2 separate regions of the Mus musculus genome follow, and region 2 is linked to region 1. Evidence: chromatin contacts called from public ChIA-PET data. All regions are on one chromosome and are shown on one strand. The core of a region is the stretch at or near the end of the contact, and the rest is flanking DNA. Distances in the headings are between cores, read along the strand shown. Region 1 holds the start of Casp7 (caspase 7). Region 2 overlaps Gm32718 (a long non-coding RNA gene).

Region 1 (4,077 bases), core at 1,098-3,597:
GGATCCTGCCACTGAGTGTCCACTGCTTCTGCAGGATGCAAGAAGGACAGAGACTACAAGCAAAACTTCCCATTGTGGAAAGTCTCTTTGGCTCCCCACACTTAATCCATGGTCCTAACACTGGCATAGGAAAACTACTCAAAGGGCCCGAGTGAATTTTCACACAGCAGTCAGAATACATGTGGAGTTGAGAGGCAACATGAATTCCTTCTGTAGGAAAAGAAAGGATTCTGCCTGGGCCCTGCTCCCTTGCTCCTCAACCAGCAGAAGGCTGTTGGCATCTCAATAAGGGGCCTGAGTTTGGGTCTGGGTCTGTGGGTACAGACAACGGCACTTCTGCTAATCTCGGGGTATCTCTATACTAGAGTCCTGTGTAGTTACAGCCTTAGCTGTTTGTGGACTGTTAGATTGAGAACAGTCGCTCTGGTACCCACAGGGGTGAGGTGTGGGCAGGTGTGCCCTGTAGGTAGGCACGGAAACTTACTGGCAAGCCTGGCTACCGGAGGAGGCTAGAGACAGAGTCTAGAGAGATGAGGCCAGGAGCAGTTATGAGCTCAGCCCCAGGGAAACCACCTGATAGATAAGGCTGGTGGAGGTCTTAGGAGGAAGATTCCGATACACACTTACTATAGACCATATGCTTAGTGCGGTCACATGGCTGGGAACAGGGGTATAACTTAGCGAAGCTTCTTCTCTCCAAAGCCCTGGGGTTAAGCCATAACACCAAAGCTGGGGAGACCTAGGAGAGACATTCAGGAGAGAAATCACTTGCATTTAAGGTGTCAGTACAATATTACAGAGCGGAAGCTGCCATGGGTCTCTTCCCTTCTGTGCTTCCAGAAGTTTAAGAGTCGGTACTGTAATGATCCAGGCTGGGAGCAAGTAAGTGGATGTTCTCACGCCGACCCACAAGCAAGAACAGACAAGAGGTTTCCTGTGGTGCCGCCCTGCCTCTCCATCTGCGTGAGGGATGGATTCCTGTGTGCGGATGCGCCACGCATGCCACAGCACAGGCAAACCTTCTTGTGGATAGAACATCACTGTCCAGGCAACAGGACCCTGGTGCTGTCAGGTGGGCAGCTTCTCACATTCCTCACCACCAAATAAGTAGAGATTGGTTGTTAAATGTTCCACGTTTTAGGACTACCCTGGAAAAAGTCATGGTTTACACAAAGATAAATTATAGTGGAGATAGGATTTCTTCATTTTTCAAAGGACTGTCAGTTTTAAAAAGCAAATCACCATAGCGTGAGCCATGGCTTACCCCAACATTTGCCTCCACAGTTCAGGGACACTAGCATTATTAAATAAGAAGGAGGGCAGGCATATTAAGAATTGAAAGTGCCCATACTGGCTGAGATTCTAGAGTTAGTGCTAAAACTCTGGGGTTCAAGAAAAACCATGCTAGCAAATAAAATAGCCTTGATGGCTCCGGAGACCTGTAGGTCTGAGAATCGAGTATCTCTGGCGTTTTCACAAAGTTCTCTCACATAGCTTGCTTCAGTGTGAGTGAATGAGCTGTTCTGAGAACTCTAGGTGGAGGGGAGGAATTGGAAGCGTCTACAGATGGAAGCCCAGATCTGTCTGTCTGTCTGTCTGTGTCGAAGATGACATGAACAGGAACCCATGTTAGCTCACTGTCTGCTTCCTCAAACCTAGTGCCTGACACGGGAGGTAGCACACATGGATGATGATTTTGGCGCAATATCCGTGCAAGCTGGGTTTGGGAGGTATAAACGTGTTTAAGACAAAGTTCGCCCCCCTCCCCAACAACGTCTGGGAAGACATCAGACTAAAGCGACTGGTGGTGCACAGTATCTGGTCGAGAAGCAGCTTGTGTTAGGAAAAAGGTAAAAAACAAAAACAGAACGAGACAGGTGCCCCATCGCGGAGAGCAAGTCAGAATTTTGGGTCCATCTGCTGGGTAGACAGTTTTGTAGAATGCGTTCTCAGTGGAACTTTTGACGTTTACAGTTTTAGAGTCTCTTAGTACTCCTCTCTGGTGAGCGCGGGGAAATTTGCATATGTGGCATAGAGGAGGGGACAGGGATAGCCCCAATTTGCAGGGCCGCTCTCCTCCCGTGCCGGTGACGCTTGCCAACTTCGCAGAGGTCTGGACCAAGCGCGCAGTCATATTTTCAGAGAACTTAACAGATTTGCAGCAGGTAGCCCGGGGTCACGGTCACTTTTCTGGCTGGCAGTTTTGCAGAGCCCGCCAGTTCTGTAGGGAGCGCTCTATCTGCCCAGTTCCTGCAGCCGCAGGGGTCGCCCAAACGTCGCAGAGGGGGGGACGCAGCACGTGGGCGGCGAGGGCTTCCCGCGCGAGCTTCCCGCGCGAGCTTCTCCCGCGGCGGGCTCCGTAGCGCGCGTTCCCGCTCGCCCCCAGCTTTCCCGGGCTGCAGGCACAGCCCCGTCCGGCCCGCCCGCTCCTCCCCCTCCGCCTCTGGGACTTTTGCTTTCAGTTTTCCCAAAGCTGCCCTCGACCCTTGCGGAGGACGGACGCTGCCGTGGGCTCCTGGCCGCCGCCGTGGGAACGGTAACTTGGGCCGCCATCGCGGCTTTCCCTCCCCTCTTCCGCGAGCTCCTTCCTCCCGCGCGTCCCCGCCCAGAGTCCCCCTCCCTCCCGCAGGCTCGCAGAACTTGCTTGCAGGGCGCTGTGGCGCGGAAGGCTCTCCAACATGCCTGGCCATCGCCCGCTTTGCTCGGCACGGCGGTCCCTTGGTCTTCTGGACCAGGGTCTCACGACATCCGGTGCCATTCCGGATGTAACAGGGAAGAAAGAGCGGGTGTAGGGCAGTAGATGTGGTTGTTTGAACCCGCAAGGACTACCTTGTCAGACCGGGAACTTAGGCGCTGCCGGGTCCATTTAATGGGAATCTTGGGCGGTTCTGGTGGCTTGTGCTCAGGGAAAGAGGGAGTTAGGTGCATAGGTCTTTAACCTAGGCGAAGTGTGCTTGAAACACTCTTTCTTGTCTGGGGACCCTTGCATCGGGACTCTTAGACTCTTACAGTGACTTAAGACTGGTGAAAAACTGGCAAGCGACACTTGTCAGTATGAGCTCCAGGCGACACCTCACCTTTACTCCTTGGCCTTTCGGGTTTATGGGGAAGTAAGTTTATTAGTAGGCACAGGCGGTGTTTGTAAGCAGTTCACAGGCCTTTCTCTTGAGCTGAGATAACTGATAAGGCCCTGGTTTTCTGTTGACAAGCTGTTTCTTCCTTCAGATTTTGGCCAGCGTAACCTTACACCCCTGTCCATATTGTTAAAGCCTAGCATTACAATCTGCCACTCTGCAACCTCCTATAGGACATGGGCAAAGTCTCTAGTTCCCTCATGGTGTGAACCTCAGGTGACACTGATGGGTTGGGTGGCAGCCTCGGGACTTTTTCACTTAAGGAAGTATGCATTTGGGCAGGAGGTGAGCCTGTTCAATGTTGCTGTGTTTGGGAAGCAGGCAGCCTGTTTCCTCAGGAAGACCCACCTCAATCAACTTGCTTAGCCTGCTTTCTCTTGCTGGGATAAACACCATGACCATAGAGAGGAAAGGCTTTATTTCATTTGACGACTTCAGGTCACAGTCTGTCATTGAGGGAAGTCGAGGCAGGAGCCTGGAGGCAGGAAATCTGATTACTCACTCAGCTACCATTAGTACACAGCCTGTGGATGGTACCACTACAGTGGGCTGGGCCCTCCCCTCCCACACCAGCCATTGGTCAAGGCACTTCCCTATAGACATAGCCACAGGCCATTGTGATCTGGGCAATTCCTCAAGTGAGATTTCCTGTTCCCTGGTGATATTAGGCTGTGTCAACTTGACCAAAAAAAAAAAAAAAAAAAAAAAAAAAAAACCCAAAAAACAAAAACAACAACAAAACAAAACTAGGCACCACACCCCATAGCATGGGTCTGGGGAAGCTCTCAGGGCAGGTGGCATCCCAGTGGCCAAAGTGATTGCAAGTAGGAGCAGCCACATTGTAAGACAGGAATTTGGGGTAGCCAGGGAGTGGCTGGACGTATTATTTTCTAAGCAACCTCTTGGGAACTAACACACGCAGAGCCCCAGCAGCTTCCTACTG
Region 2 (4,077 bases), core at 1,150-3,649, 360 kb after region 1:
GAGACAGAGACAGAGAGATGAGACAGAGAGAGACAGAGACAGAGAGATGAGACAGAGAGAGAGAGAGAGAGAGAGAGAGAGAGAGAGAGAACACAACGGAAGTTCGCCTCCTGTCCTCAAGCTCGTAATCAATGTTGAACGCTGTGCAGGACATACTGCAGGAATTCTCAGTGATTCACGGCTTAACTACTCTCATGGAAGAACATGGATGGAGAGAAGCACTCTGTGTGTTTCGGTCGCTGCCGTGGTATTTTTAGCACTGGTTTCAGTGTTATGGTTTTTGATTACTCAGTAAGACAGGAAATTAATTTGACTCAAGATGAAGCTGTCACACCAAGGTCGAGAGCTTTGTGCCTTCCTTCCTTCCTTCCTGACATTTTGACATAAGCCTCTGAGAAATCAATAGTAAAGTTGAGCTACAGTGACCAGAACCACCATCTTCCTACCCTCTTCTGAGTTCCGTCCGACCGACCTCACATTGAAGTCCTCTTTCTAAAATATTCTTTGGGCAAGAGAGGCAGCCCACTGGGTCAGAGGGGTTGCTCTGCAAGCATGAAGGTCTGAGTCTGTGTGTCCAGATCACACATCAAACCCCAAGCATGGCTTCGTACGCCTGTAAACCCAGCAGTGCCTGGGCAGAGAGAGACTTGCAGTTCTGGATAACTTGTTCTCCCATCATCCAGCCAAAAGGATGAGAGCTTGCTTCCAGCTGCCAATTAAGTGAGAGATCCCGTATCAGGAAAAAGAGATGAAAAACAGAGGAAGGCACATAGCATCCTGTTCTGATCTCCATAGTAACATGTAACACACACACACATGTACACATACACACTCCTTCCTCACATACACCACACACGCACACACATACATACACCACACATACCACACACACACTACACCACACACACATGTACATACACACTCCTCACACACACCACATGTACACATACATACTCCTCACATACACACCACACATGCACACACATACATACACCACACATACCACACACACACCACACCACACACACATATACATACACACTCCTCACACACACCACATGTACACATACATACTCCTCACATACACACCACACACGAACACACATACATACACCACACATACCACACACACACACTACACCACACACACATGTACACATATACACTCCTCACACACACCATGCACACACATACACACACACTCCACACACACACCACACATGTACGCACACACACACACTCCTCACACAGCTTTTTTTTTGCTCAGAAATCTGCATATCTTGGAGAGTCGGCCTTGTAAAAGAGGTATACCTCTCAGGTATATCATTCTGTCCCTTTACTTATAAACGTATAAAGGGTCCTGAGAAGATGGTTTATTAGCCAACAAGTAATACAAACAGTAGCTTCAATCTCAGATCTGGTGGGTGACTTATTTCTGATTTGTCTGTCTTGGTTCCTCTGATAAACTCTCAGCACAATTTGACCCCCACCCCTGCAGACCACTGTTCTCCAAATTCCACGTTGGTTCTACACAGAGATCTTTCTGGCTCCACGTGTTTGCTGTATCCTGGTTCTCCACTACTGAAGTTTAGAGAGAAGCAGATGGCATAACCCAGGGAAGATCAGATAGAAGACATTTCAGGGAAAGGCAGTGGCGTTTGTTTTATTTTGTTGATGTGGGGGGAGGGGAGTAGTGTTTTGTCCATGTACGTGTGAAGGCGCTCACACACAATTGTGTAAGCCAGAGATCTGCCTCAGGTGTCTTCTTCAAACACTCTTTTATTTTTGCACTCAGGCTCTCTTACTGAAGCTGGGCATTACTGACCCACCTAGACTGCTGGTCAAAAGCTCCTTGAGGACCTTTACGTCCCCAGCTCGGAGTCTTCAGGTGTGTGCCACTGTGTCCAGTTTCTAATATGGGTGCTGGGGCTCTGAATCAAGTCTCCACGCTTGGGCACTATCTTATAGATTCAGCTATCTCCCCAGACCAGGACTGTCTGTTTAAATTAATTTATTGAGTGTAGATGGAGGGAGGGAACACATTCCATGGCATGAATGTAGAGGTCAGAAGACAACTTAACTTGTAAGCATTGGTTCTCCCCTTCTCCTATGTGGCTTCAGATACCAGACTCAGGACCTTTGCCTTTGACGGCAGCACCTTAACCTGCAGAGCCATCTCCCCTAAGCCAGCCCCGGGTGAGTTTTAATGCACATAGGAGACACTGAGGACATTACCCATCACTGTACCAAGATGGGCAAGAGTCAGAAAGGAAAAGATGGAACTTCTGACACCTTTAATGGCAGGGGTTGTCTTGGCTTTCCCCTACTATATGTGCATGTCTGTCTTCCCTGGTAAGGAAGCTCTCTGGCTTCACAGCTATGACTCATTGCTCAGGTCCACAGCAGCCGCTGTCTCCTAGTTACTACGGATACACAATAACAAGGACTCAAAGTCTGTCTGCAGCTTGTGCTTCTACTGACTGAGCATCTACACTCACGGTACTGTGTTCAACAATGACACCTCTCCACCCGCCATCATGGTCTCCTGGTTTTCTGTGTCTGAAATATATTTGGGCCTAGAGCTAGAGCATCCTGGATGCTCTCTCTCTCCATCCTGAAACATATTTGAGTGGACTTGCTTCTGTCAGCATTTGCTTTGAGGAGTCCTTTCCTCCTATCTTTGTTGATTCAACTTTATTTGGTTTAATATGTAAATAGCTCGAGCGCTCTTCCAGAGACTCCGTGTGATGCTTCTTTGCTACCTCACTGAACCATTCTAAACGGGCAGCCATGGTTGATTTTTGGCTCGACTGATGGCCGGTGATGGTTAGGAATTATGTGGAGCAGGGATGAGTCAGTGAGAGAGTTTTACATGGAGATCCTGGAAGGTCATGTCTTTGACATCCATTCATGACAAAAAGTCCCCCACGTGATTCAAAAGCCTCAAGCTATCCAAGGGCATATACCCAGATGGCAGCCTTGGGAAGCCCCAGAGGGAAGGCACAGCATCTGGGATGCCACTCAGCAGAAACCTGTCCCCGGGGCTTTGACCTTGATAGAGTAGTGGCTGATGAAGGAGTTTTGAGAAGCAGTACCTGAAAAATAAATTGCCCGAGACAGTGTTGCTTCCTCCTCTGTGGGAGAGGCTGCAGAAGGAAGGAAAAGGGTAGACCTTCTCTGAGGTCAAGGCAGCTCTGCGTACATGCTGCCTCTCTGGAGCAAAGAGGGCAATGTTTTTTGGAGGAGCCTGGCAACAGAACAGCAGCCAGGATGCTCTCGCCATGGAGGAGAGATAAGAACAATATGACTCATTAAATAAATCATTCTGAGAAAAAGCCTCTAGTTAACACACAGTCTATTTGTTCCACTTTTTAATTATATTTATCAGCCATAAAATCATTCACAAACTATTTACAGAATCGGCCATAGCCTGTAAACCCATGGCCAATAGACAAGCTACTCTCTGAGTCTAAGACAAATATCTTAAAATTCCCAAGAAATTCTGATGCGGTTTGCTGCACGAAGTGTTCTTTCTCCTCTTTCCATTCTGTGAGATGGTTCACTAGTCGTCTCTGGGATGCTCTGCCAATGCCTCGTGCTAGTACTGCCTGGTGGTTTGTGCTGATTAGGAGGAATGGTTCCCAGGAAGGGAACTTAGCCCAGGAGCCTGGGGCTGCTGAAATGTCTACCATTTGGTCCAGTGGATGCTCAGACTTCTCCCTAAAGCCTTCAGGTCACCTCACCAGACAGAAGGGAGTGGACCGCAGATGGAGACTGGGTTAAATCTCTTCCCTTTGGATGTTGAAGACAGCTTTCTGACCTCATGACGCAGTTAGAGGAGGGTGGCATCCATCTACAGCATCTGTTCTCACCTAGACTAACTACGTCTATGAAATCTCCAGTCCAGAAATAAACTAGAGTACTGAGAGATTAAATGCCCAGCCTGAACCGCAGCCAGATCCAGCCATTCCAGGCTACATTTCATTCTCTTTTCTTTGTCTCCTTACACAGAAGCTATAGAAAGTCTTATTTATTGATCACCTATAACACACAAGGCAGGGTGCTAGATGCAAGGGT

Evidence for each region. ChIA-PET counts read pairs in DNA pulled down with a chosen protein or histone mark.
Region 2: a contact with region 1 is called in an RNA polymerase II ChIA-PET map of memory CD8 T cells, with 9 read pairs. The contact joins the enhancer-like site here to the promoter of Casp7 in region 1. A contact is called at or near these places in 17 of 39 promoter capture datasets (the 3T3-L1 cell line, 3T3-L1-derived adipocytes, the C10 cell line and 10 more), 1 of 484 Hi-C or Micro-C datasets (natural killer cells), 6 of 115 datasets of contacts at active chromatin or transcription factors (acute myeloid leukemia, cardiomyocytes, effector CD8 T cells and 3 more) and 3 of 9 other capture datasets (adipose tissue, liver and macrophages).

What each region holds. Positions count from the first base shown.
Region 1 is chr19:56,394,782-56,398,858 of GRCm38.p6, forward strand. It overlaps Casp7 (caspase 7), which reads left to right and starts at 2,348. Exons shown (of 7, transcript NM_007611.2): 1 at 2,348-2,536.
Region 2 is chr19:56,757,507-56,761,583 of GRCm38.p6, forward strand. It overlaps Gm32718 (a long non-coding RNA gene), which reads left to right. Exons shown (of 7, transcript XR_001782687.1): 6 at 1,796-1,888. Among named protein-coding and RNA genes, the nearest start is that of Gm32718, 16 kb to the left of the region's middle. Within about 2 kb of position 2,400, at least 30 of the 459 cell types and tissues checked have an H3K27ac peak or open chromatin away from gene starts, as enhancers often do. A contact at or near this core is called in memory CD8 T cells, where this site is marked.